2 separate regions of the Dromaius novaehollandiae genome follow, and region 2 is linked to region 1. The links are chromatin contacts, called in public Hi-C maps. All regions are on one chromosome and are shown on one strand. The core of a region is the stretch at or near the end of the contact, and the rest is flanking DNA. Distances in the headings are between cores, read along the strand shown. Region 1 overlaps TRIM9 (tripartite motif containing 9). Region 2 holds the start of TMX1 (thioredoxin related transmembrane protein 1).

Region 1 (4,944 bases), core at 342-2,841:
TATATGCCTAAAGATTTGCGTGGCCTCGCTGGTTGTGTCCCAGGGAGCAGTAATTAATAGCAAACCCACACTTCTCTGTCGCAAATTAACGGCTCGTCAGTGATCTCTCCTCCTCAAGAGCCGTTTCAGAGCGTGGTTCTGGGTTGCGAACGAGCCAGTTTGCAGAGGTTAGAAGTGTAAGGCAGCCCGGGATGGCAGAGCCGGCTCAGCCTGTTCAGCTGCTCCGGGGCTTCCTCCAGGCTGCTGTCTGTGGTGCCACCCCAGCGGGGACAGGGACCTTCCTCCTGCCAGTCACCTGGCCCTGAAGGCTCAGGCCAAGGCCTTCAGTGAGGTGGGGGATGACCATGTCAAAGAGCCTTGGTGCCCTGAGCCAGGGGTGGGAGCCCCTTCATCTCCTTTGCCTTCCCACTCCTCATCCTCCAGCCCCGTGGGCTTGCCCTCACGTTCAGTCCGTCTCCGTCGCTCTTAGCTTGGATTACTGCCTCGGCCGGGGCTCGGGGCAGAGCGGGAGCAGAGGAGGGACGCTCAGCCCCCAGCGCAGCCCACCCCAGCGACAAAGCAGCCTGCAACCTGCGCTTCGGACCCGACTTTCATCAGCAGGGATTATCTGCCAGGAAATGCGGTCAGTAATCGGCCTTTTCGCAGTCCCCCGCAGGAGAGCAGCCCGCTGGCTCTGGCCTCAGCCCACCCCGCTGCCTGGAAGCAGGGCCGGGTGGAGGAGCAAGGCCAGGGCTGCCCGTCCCGGGCCCCAGCTCCCTCCTTGCAGCCAGCGCGAGGAGGCCCCGCGGCGCTCAGGATGGTGCCCGAGCTGTGCAGGCAGCTCGCCTTGCCCACGAATTCAATATCCTGGGCCCATCAGACCGAGATTTAAGCTACAAGGAAGATTAGAAGATTGTTTTACCAATCCCGTCCTTGCTGTCTGCCTGGTGGCATGTGCATTTCCCCGGAAAACAGGCTCGCAGGAGAAGGGGCGGCTGTTTCTCTGTACATTCAGCGTGTGATTCCCATTGCCCGTTTGCAGCCCCGCGGACGGGGGAGTGCAACACCTCTGAAGCGGCTGAGCTCTGCCCGCGTAGGGGCAATCAGGTTATAGTCTAACAGCAATGTAGGCGCCAGGCTGGGCTCACCTTGCGCTTAGTGGACGCAGTGTGGAGCTGGGTCTCTCAGCTGCGGACTGTGCACCTCCTGGATCCTGCCCCCAAGGACTGAGCATCCCCACTGAGAAAGGAAGTCCAGGGACTTGCCCACACTCATGGACGGGGTCAGCAGCAGAGCCAAAGGGGGAGCATAGGTGCCCCGATCTCCAGCACTAGCCACGTGTCTCTGCTCCATCCCAGCAGAGCCATTCCAGTGCACTCAAGTGCTTAAAACTGGCATTGAATGAACTCTTCTCTCTAACGACAGCGTTTGAGGCCACAACTGATGCATGCCTGCGATGCCCGTGCTCTAGCCGTGTCTCAGAGTGATCCATCACCTCTGCACGCCGCCGCCGCGCACGCTGCTTGGTCCGGAGGAGCAATATGGGAGCTCCCTCTGCTGCCTGCCAGCACCGCTTGCTGCTGCGCGCTGCTGCTGCATCCCCTCCGCGCGCTCCCAGCCTTGCTCCGGCCTCTTCCCCAGCAGGCTGGGAACTAAATCACACCGAGAGCCCTAAGAGCGCAAACAGCAGATGCCTGCAGATCAGGAGCTGGCTAGCAGAGCGTTCCTTGGCGTTCCGCAGGAGCGGAGGGGTTGTCCCACGTCGCAGGACACGTGATCCTTCTCTGCCTGTTAGGTGATTAAGTAGAAGTGGTTCAATTATAGTTAAGCAACACGAGATCTGATAGACTGCCCTGCAAGAGGCATTGCACCCCGTCGAAGCCCGGCTGCTTTCAGACCGGCATCCGCTTTGTTTCCCTTCCCGGCCCCTCTGGCTGGAGAGGACGCGCGGGCAGTCGGCTCCCTGCCCCGTCACAGGACAGGGGTGGTTGTTTCTGTGCTGCTGTGCCTGCTGAATCAACGCTGGGACTCGCCAGCTGCAGCACCGCAGGCACAGCTGCTTTCAGGAATATTTGGCGCTGCTTGTTGCAGCCTTTTCCGTCACGCTGCGGATGCTGGGGGGAAGCTCGTCTTCATTGTCCGTGCAACGCCCTAAAGAGCTGTGATCCCGAGACCTGGGTAGCTTCGTTCAGTCCTGACGGAGAGCTTTACGCAGCTTTGAAGCCTTTTCAGAAAAAACATTTCTTACCTGCCTTGGGCACGTTGATCTAAAGCGTAAAACCTCTCTTCGCGAGCTGCCCTGCCGGTCTCCTCTCCAGAGCCAGGTCCCGGCTGCGAGTTCTGCTGATAGAAATCCCGCTGACGTCAGCGGCAGATCTGCGCTGTCTCCTTCTGCAGGGGATCCAGGGAGCACGTAGCGCACTGGCAGCGCCCGGCGACGGGGAGGGGGGTTCCCAGAAGGGCCAGGCAGGAGCGAACCCCTTACTGTCACCGAAGGGACAGCCCTCCCTCAAACACCCTCCTAGTCCGGGAGTCTGAACCGCGTCTAACCGGCTGTGTTTCAGGGAAGGTCAGCGGAGCCGCGGGCAGGGATGCTCGTCCCATCCCGGGCACTCAGCTGAGGAGACCACGTGCTTGGTTGTGCTCTGCTGCTGGGATGCTGAAATCCATCCCCTTGGAGGAACTGCCCGTGGGTGCAAGAGGAGATGCTTCACCGCGCAGCCCGGATGGCCGCAGCCTGAGCTCGGAGAGGCCCGGGGGCTGCAGAGAGCCAGGACATCACGGTCCCTTTGCCTCTTTGCTGAGCAATTCACCCGGACTGCTCTTTCCGATCACTAGTCTACAGAAGCATAGTGTCCTGTGACCGATAACAGGAGTGTCCCCTCTCAGCTCCAGTTGATTTTGGTCAAATGAGGTGGAAAAATACCCGATCGATTGGGAAAAAGCACTGCTGCCAAGGGAGGGACTTCCCAGGGACTCCTGTAAGCAGAAAGTACCAGCATAGGGGAAGCTATTTTCTATCCCTGGCTGGGATTCTTCCACCTTCCCCTACCAGAGGCAGTGCAGGATGTATGTTCTCTAGCTGGCAGACCTCTCCCTCTGAGCTCTTCTCTACCCTCCCTCTGTAGTCGATGGAGAAAACGAAGCAGTTCTGCAGTGTGGTTCATCTCGTGCGATGGTAGATGAACATCTCAAACAGATCATTAGTCTCAGCCTCTGAGCTAAAGCTGGGGGAGGTGGTGTGTTTATTCCTCTTGAAAATACAAGGCTCGCTCCTCAGCAGTGCGGCTGGGTACGGCTGCCCTGGAGCCAGCACCGCAGCCTGGCTCGGTGCTCAGGACCCAGCAGGGCAGTGCCCAGCGGCTCTGCTCGGAGGCAGCCCCGCAGAGGCTGCAGCAGCAGCTACGCATCTGTGGAAATAGGCATTTGCCTTGTGTGGAGCTAATAAGCTGTCATTTGGAAGCTGTCTTAATTAAAGGCAGAGCAAGGAACTACCCTACTGCTTTGAATAATTATGCAGGTAAATAATTATGAGCTAAACAAGGTTTGCTGTTATTCTTCAGGTTTTCAAGGATTCGGTACATGAGTCTTGGCCATTTCTGGCTTTTTCTGTTCCCTTGAGTGTTTGTCTCCCTTCCCTTTTCCCTGACCCTGTCCTTGCGCCAATGCAGCACCGAAGCCCTTTGCTCCCGAGCTCTTAAAACCCTGCAGCTTCTGAGCAACGCTGCTCTTCTTGTCTCGTTGCAGGTGGTGCGAGACCAGATTTCTCACTGCACAGTCAAGCTGCGCCAGACCACAGGCTTGATGGAGTACTGCCTGGAGGTGATCAAGGAGAACGACCCCAGCGGGTTCCTCCAGGTTGGTGTGTAGCTGCTCACGTCTGCGCTGTGAGGGCAGCAGAAGGGCACTGCACAGCCAGGGGCTCGGGGGTAAGGCAGCAAAGTCAGGGGAGTTAAACCAAGGATGGTGCCCGAGCTTTTCTGGCCACTATCCCAGTTAGAATGGTAAAACCTCTTCAAACCGCACGTTATTTTGCCATTAGGCGCTAAAAAGAAATGAATACTTAAAAATATCATATAATGTATTATTTAAGCTTCCTTTCCCTATCTTCTTTCACTGCCCACATCATAGGGAGGTGTCCAGGTGTGGCCTTGCAGAGGAAATGTGACCAGACAGTTTCTGCTCCATCACCTTTGGGCCAGATGGGACAAGGTGGCCAAAAGAATGAGGCCCAGGAGAGGCTTAGAGCAAGGTGTTCTTCCTGCCCACCACAGTCTAGATGAGTGACAGAGATAGATGTCTCTCATATTTCAGGTCCTCCCACTCCTAAAATCAAGGGCTAACCTCTCATCATCTGCAGGTTCACAGCAGGACAGAAGCAGACACAGGCCAGGGACATTTCTTCCTCCTAACTGGAGAAGTAGATGGTTGCAGCACATGGTTGTGTATCTCTAAAGCAGTAATCGTAACATGCTGTCTCATGGCTCTCCAGTGGGAGATGGACACCCAGCACTTGAGAGCCATATCCCACTCTTCATTCTTGGGCTGGTCCCTCTGGGCCAAGACCCTGTCTTTAAAATAGTCCCCATAGCTCCTGGGGTCCCTCTGCCAATCTGAGCCTGCAGTGAGGGGCATTGCTGGAAGTCACATGTGATGTCCCAGCCGTCAGTGGTCGATGGACAGATCTCGCACCCTGGGAGGCACAGGGGAGGCAGAGAGCAGGGTAGGTACACGCTACCCATGGCCCAGGTGGCCCTCGGTAGCTGGGGCTGCTCCTTGCCACCAGATCTCCGACGCTTTGATCAGGAGAGTGCACTTAACTGAGGACCAGTGGGGGAAGGGGACACTCACACCCCGGATGACCACAGACTTCGACTTAAACCTTGACAACGCCCCTCTGCTGCAGTCCATCCATCAGCTCGACTTCGTGCAGATGAAAGGTAAGAGTCTATTTCCAGTGTCCTT
Region 2 (4,657 bases), core at 1,799-4,298, 92 kb before region 1:
TAATAAGTGAGCCACAGAAGAGGACAGCCGTGAACAGAGGCATGCATAATGTTTCACTATGCACAAACACTTGCAATAGAAAACTTCTTAATCCTAAAATTAGTACTCCTGCACCTACATTCTCCCCTGTGGGCCAATATGTTACAGAAGATCAATCACACAGTTTCAAGATTCGGATGGTGTTAAAAGTATCAAAGTTACCAAAGTAACAATGCTGAGCTGCCCACAACAGCCACAGAAAAGGTCTAGTGTAACATTTCTTAAACTGAACACCTAAAATCCAGCCTCCTTTCAGCACACTACGACTAATGTCTCTCAACTGAAAAATAAAACAATGAACAATTGGGTTCACTTCCCTCAACCGATGGTGTCCCCAGTGTGCATTATCACTCAGTCACTTAAGTCCTGAAATCACTTCTTTCTCCCCACCCCACAGCATATGCAACAGTAACTAAAAGCATTTCAAAGCTACCAAACCAAAGGGTATTCCAGAGACCATCTTCTCAGACTACAAGGTATCACCACATCACTATTCCCTAACCCTCAACCCCTCCACGCTGGTTTTAACTTTACTACAGATGGCAGTGCTTTCTTAAATAACCAGCCCCTATTATACAACTATGTTGCTACACTGTTTTCAAGTTTTTATTTGCTAACTTTCTAGAATTTAGTTGGGCAAAGCAGCTTTCTGCTGTATAATCAAAAGAAGAATTTCAAGCATCAGTAAATTATCTAGAACAGTTTAACATAATAATACCTCCAGCTACACTTTTGAAACCTTAAAGTAAACCTTACTCAGGAGACCTTTGCTATTCTCCCACCGCTGAGGAACGAGGCATGACATACACTACACGCTCACACACTCCTTACTAGCACAGAGCTGCTGCCTGAGCTGCTGTGAAGCTAAGGACCAACATCTACCTCTGCTTCCGCATGCAGCACCAGGTATGGCACACCTAAGAAGTCGTCTGAGCATGTCCTTGAAGTGTGTATGTTTGATGACAAATTTTTGTAATCATACCAAAACTTACAGAAAAGAGGAAGGACCGAACCATGATGAAACAGGTTCCACGGACTTCCATTCCTGATCACTGATGAAATTTATGAAATCAGTTTTAGTTCTTGCACCTTGGTATCTCCTAAACTCTCCATCTTTACAACTGTAAAACAAAAAAATAGACCTTTGTTTTAGTCCAAGCATGCAAAATTTGCTTCCACTTACAAACATATTTCCCCTTCACTTTGGCTATTCCCTTTTTATTTTGCTTCAGACAACGTTGTTTCTAAAATGTTTTCTGAGCATCTTGACTCCAAGTATAATAGTGCATCTTTGCTAGCTTCAGGTTGTGATCCCCCCAAAAATAATGGTCGTCTTAATAAAATTGCCACACAATGGCATTAAGACCAACCTACAGAGAAAAGATTGCAAAACAGAAACGCCCATGAAGGGATGAAACAAATGAGGCCTGAAGGGAAAAGAAAAATATTGGTGGCATTGTAAAGTCAGATTAGATAAGAAAATGGTTCTTTTTGTGCAAAGTTACCCACGTTCTTACAGAACTTGATAAATCTCATTCGCTTCCACCAAAAAAAGAAAATGACATTTCCTCTCTCCTCCAAAAAAACCAGCGCACTGTATACTTACTGATAGATGGTAGGAAGAGCTGTTATGACAAATCGTCCACTTAATCCTGTAAGAAAACAGATATTTTCAGAATAGTAGTGCACTCCAATATAAGAAGAAAAGACTAGAAATATTTCTTATACATCTTAAAGTTCATAAGAAAAGCTGCTTTCAGGTATCAACCTTTAATTCCGATCAAACACAAACTTGTGCATATCAACAAGGCAGGGCACAGTTTAAAAGAAGCATCCCAGGACAAGGAGAGAGAAATTTTCTCTATGGAAAAAGAGATGTCTGGGGCTAACAACCATTATACTTGACTATTTTGGCCTTAACTCTTCAGAAAAAGATTCTCTCTTCTTCCACATGCTCTGTAACCTCCAGTGCTCGCGTACAATAATTCAAGTAAGACAAGTTTCAGAAGTTCTAATATGACTTTGGAAAAAAGTACCAGCTTCAAGGTTATTTTTACAAGGTTGGGCAAGGTGGGGGGGGGGGGTTGTTTGTTTGTTTTTTACACAAACATAAGGGAAATCAACAGAAGGCAGCTTCAGCTAAGAGAGATCAGACTCCCTGAGCTTCCTTTTTGTCAGCCAAGAGAGGTACTGCCACAGGGGAAGACCAGATGACCAAAACCAGATTCTCCTTCTTTATAATACTTTCATAAAACCAAACATCTCCTTGAAGTCCTCCAATCCACTCTGCAGAGGAAACCTCTAGTTCCTTTATGTATGATGAAAGACTAGATCACTTAGCCCAAATATAGCAATCTGCCTCCAGGAGAGCTCACTAAACATCTGTGTTATTCTGATTTTAAAAAATAAACAGAGTCAGTGGTTTCAGAAAAGCACACTGACACCAGAACTTTTGCCTAAGTGCCGAAAAAAGTCAGGAAACACAAAGGAGGGGGGGCGTATAAACGCCCACGCAAGCTTTGCTCACCTGGCTGCTCGGTCACGTCCACTTTAGCAATATTCACCTCAAGATCCTCTCCCCACTCGGCGAACTTCTCCCACTCGGGCTGCAGGTTCTGGCAGGCGGGGCACCACGGGGCATAGCTGGAGCCAGAGGAAAGCTGTCACCAACGGGGGCCGGGGGCGGCGGGGAGGCGCCGCCGGCTGCGTCGGGCGGGGACCGCTGAGAGACCCCCCCGCCCCGCCGCCCCGGGGGAAGGAGCCGGCCCGAGCACCCCCCTCCCGACTCACAACTCCACCATCCACTCGCCCTCCAGCAGCTCCCGCCACGTGCCGTCCGTCAGCGTCTTCACTTGGCTCCGCCTGCCCTGCGCCAGCGCCAGCGCCGCCGCGACGGCCGCCAGCGCCAGCCACGCCACGGCGCACCGCCGCCCGGCCGCCGCCATCTTGCCGCGCCGCGCACCGCCCGCTTCCGCCCGCGCGGGGACGCCGAGCGGGGAGGGAGGGAGGGCGGGGCGCCCTGCACGTCACCGCCGGCACCGCCCCCACAGCGCGGCGCACGCGCGCCTGGCGCCTCGCGCCTGCTGGGCGCCGGCCGCCCTTCACCGCGCGTGCGCGGAGAAGTGGGGCCCACCCCGGCCGCTTGCGGGAACGAGCTGGGGGCGGGCTCAGGGTGCGCCGCAGCCAATAAGACGTCGAGTTGTGGGGGGCGGGAGCTTCGAGCAAACCCCCAGGAGACCCTGGGCTCGGCCAATGGGGGACGCGGGTCCCCTCCCCCCACCGCCTCACATTGCACCGCCCCAACGGTCCTCTGAGGTGGGGTGGGACCGGACCGGACTGGACTGGACTGGACTGGACTGGACTATTGGCATTGGGTGCTAGTGAGCAGCTTTGAGGAGGTCTGGCTGTTGGCAAGTGCCACTCTGAACCTCGCCCTGGAGCAAGGAAGTTTGGAGAGAGCCCCCCAAGTGCAGGAGGAAGCTTCTGCTTTAGGGCAATGAGGATGATTAGGGGACTGGAGCATCTCCTCTATGAGAAAAGGCTGAGAGCTGGGACTGTGCAGCCTGGAGGAGAGAAGACTGAGGGGGGATCTTATCAATGTGTATAAATATCCTAAGGGAGGGTGTAGGGAGGATGGGGCCAGACTCTTTTCAGTGGTGCCAGTGACAGGACAAGAGGCAACAGGCACAAACTGAAACACAGGAAGGTCTGTCTGAACATGAGGAAAAACTTCTTTACTGTGAAGATGACAGAGCACTGGAATAGGTTGCCCGGAGAGGTTGTGGAGTCTCCTTCCTTGGAGACAGTCAAAACCTGCCTGGATGCGATCCTGTGCAAGGTGCTCTAGGTGACCCTGCTTGAGCAGGGGGGCTGGACTAGATGATCTCCAGAGGTCCCTGCCAACCTCAACCACTCTGGGATTTGGTGCTTCCCCTTGCTGCTGCTCAGAGGAGGGTGTCTCCACAGAGGACCCAGGCTGTACCCTGGACAATCAGGGGCCCTTGGGAGTTGCCTGACTTCCCTGTGGTGCACGGGGCACTTCTCTCTCCCCACCCCACCTCCTCTCACAGCCGGCAAGCAAACAGCTGAACAAAGCCATCCACAACAAGCGCTACAGCCACGTTAAGCCGCTGTGCCCCACTTCCTGCCCACTGAATGGGGGAAGAGCATCAGGTGCTCAGGACAGCCAGTGGCCCATGGCCATAAGCAGAAACTGCTGTATGAGGTCGCAGAGAAAACACACTTCCCCCACCCCAACCCCTGCTTCCCCTTCCACATTGCTAGTAACCTGTGGCAGAAATAAGTAGTTCTCAAGCAGAAGTCACAAAAAAGGTCACAGATAATAACCACATACATCCCACATCATTTTACTTTATTGCTAGCTTAAGCTTTTTGAGGCAAGGAACTTCCTCTTCTTACATGCACATACTTTCTCTACCACAAAGGCTCCTCCACCTCTTGATCAGCAGGGCTGTGATAACACAAGTCATCTTTCCTTTTCTGTGTGGAGCATTTATTTGTCTGTGCCTTTGAAAGGGGCTTTTGCCATAATTTAACATCCCACAATTTAGGGCCTTGGCAGGTGGAGAGGTCTGGTTTGCAGCAGCCATTAGAGCAG

The links. A called contact is a pair of places that touch in the nucleus more often than the background predicts.
Region 2: a contact with region 1 is called in a Hi-C map of brain, with 5 times the contacts expected there. The contact joins the promoter of TMX1 here to the enhancer-like site in region 1. A contact is called at or near these places in 2 of 4 Hi-C or Micro-C datasets (brain and liver).

The regions. Positions count from the first base shown.
Region 1 is chr5:4,013,813-4,018,756 of bDroNov1.hap1, reverse strand. TRIM9 (tripartite motif containing 9) reads left to right here. Exons shown (of 12, transcript XM_026118019.2): 4 at 3,727-3,837; 5 at 4,766-4,919. Among named protein-coding and RNA genes, the nearest start is that of PYGL, 27 kb to the right of the region's middle. Within about 2 kb of position 1,591, at least 1 of the 2 cell types and tissues checked has open chromatin away from gene starts, as enhancers often do.
Region 2 is chr5:4,107,221-4,111,877 of bDroNov1.hap1, reverse strand. It overlaps TMX1 (thioredoxin related transmembrane protein 1), which reads right to left and starts at 3,048. Exons shown (of 8, transcript XM_026118333.2): 1 at 2,830-3,048; 2 at 2,567-2,682; 3 at 1,646-1,691; 4 at 1,032-1,160. The coding sequence starts at 2,984.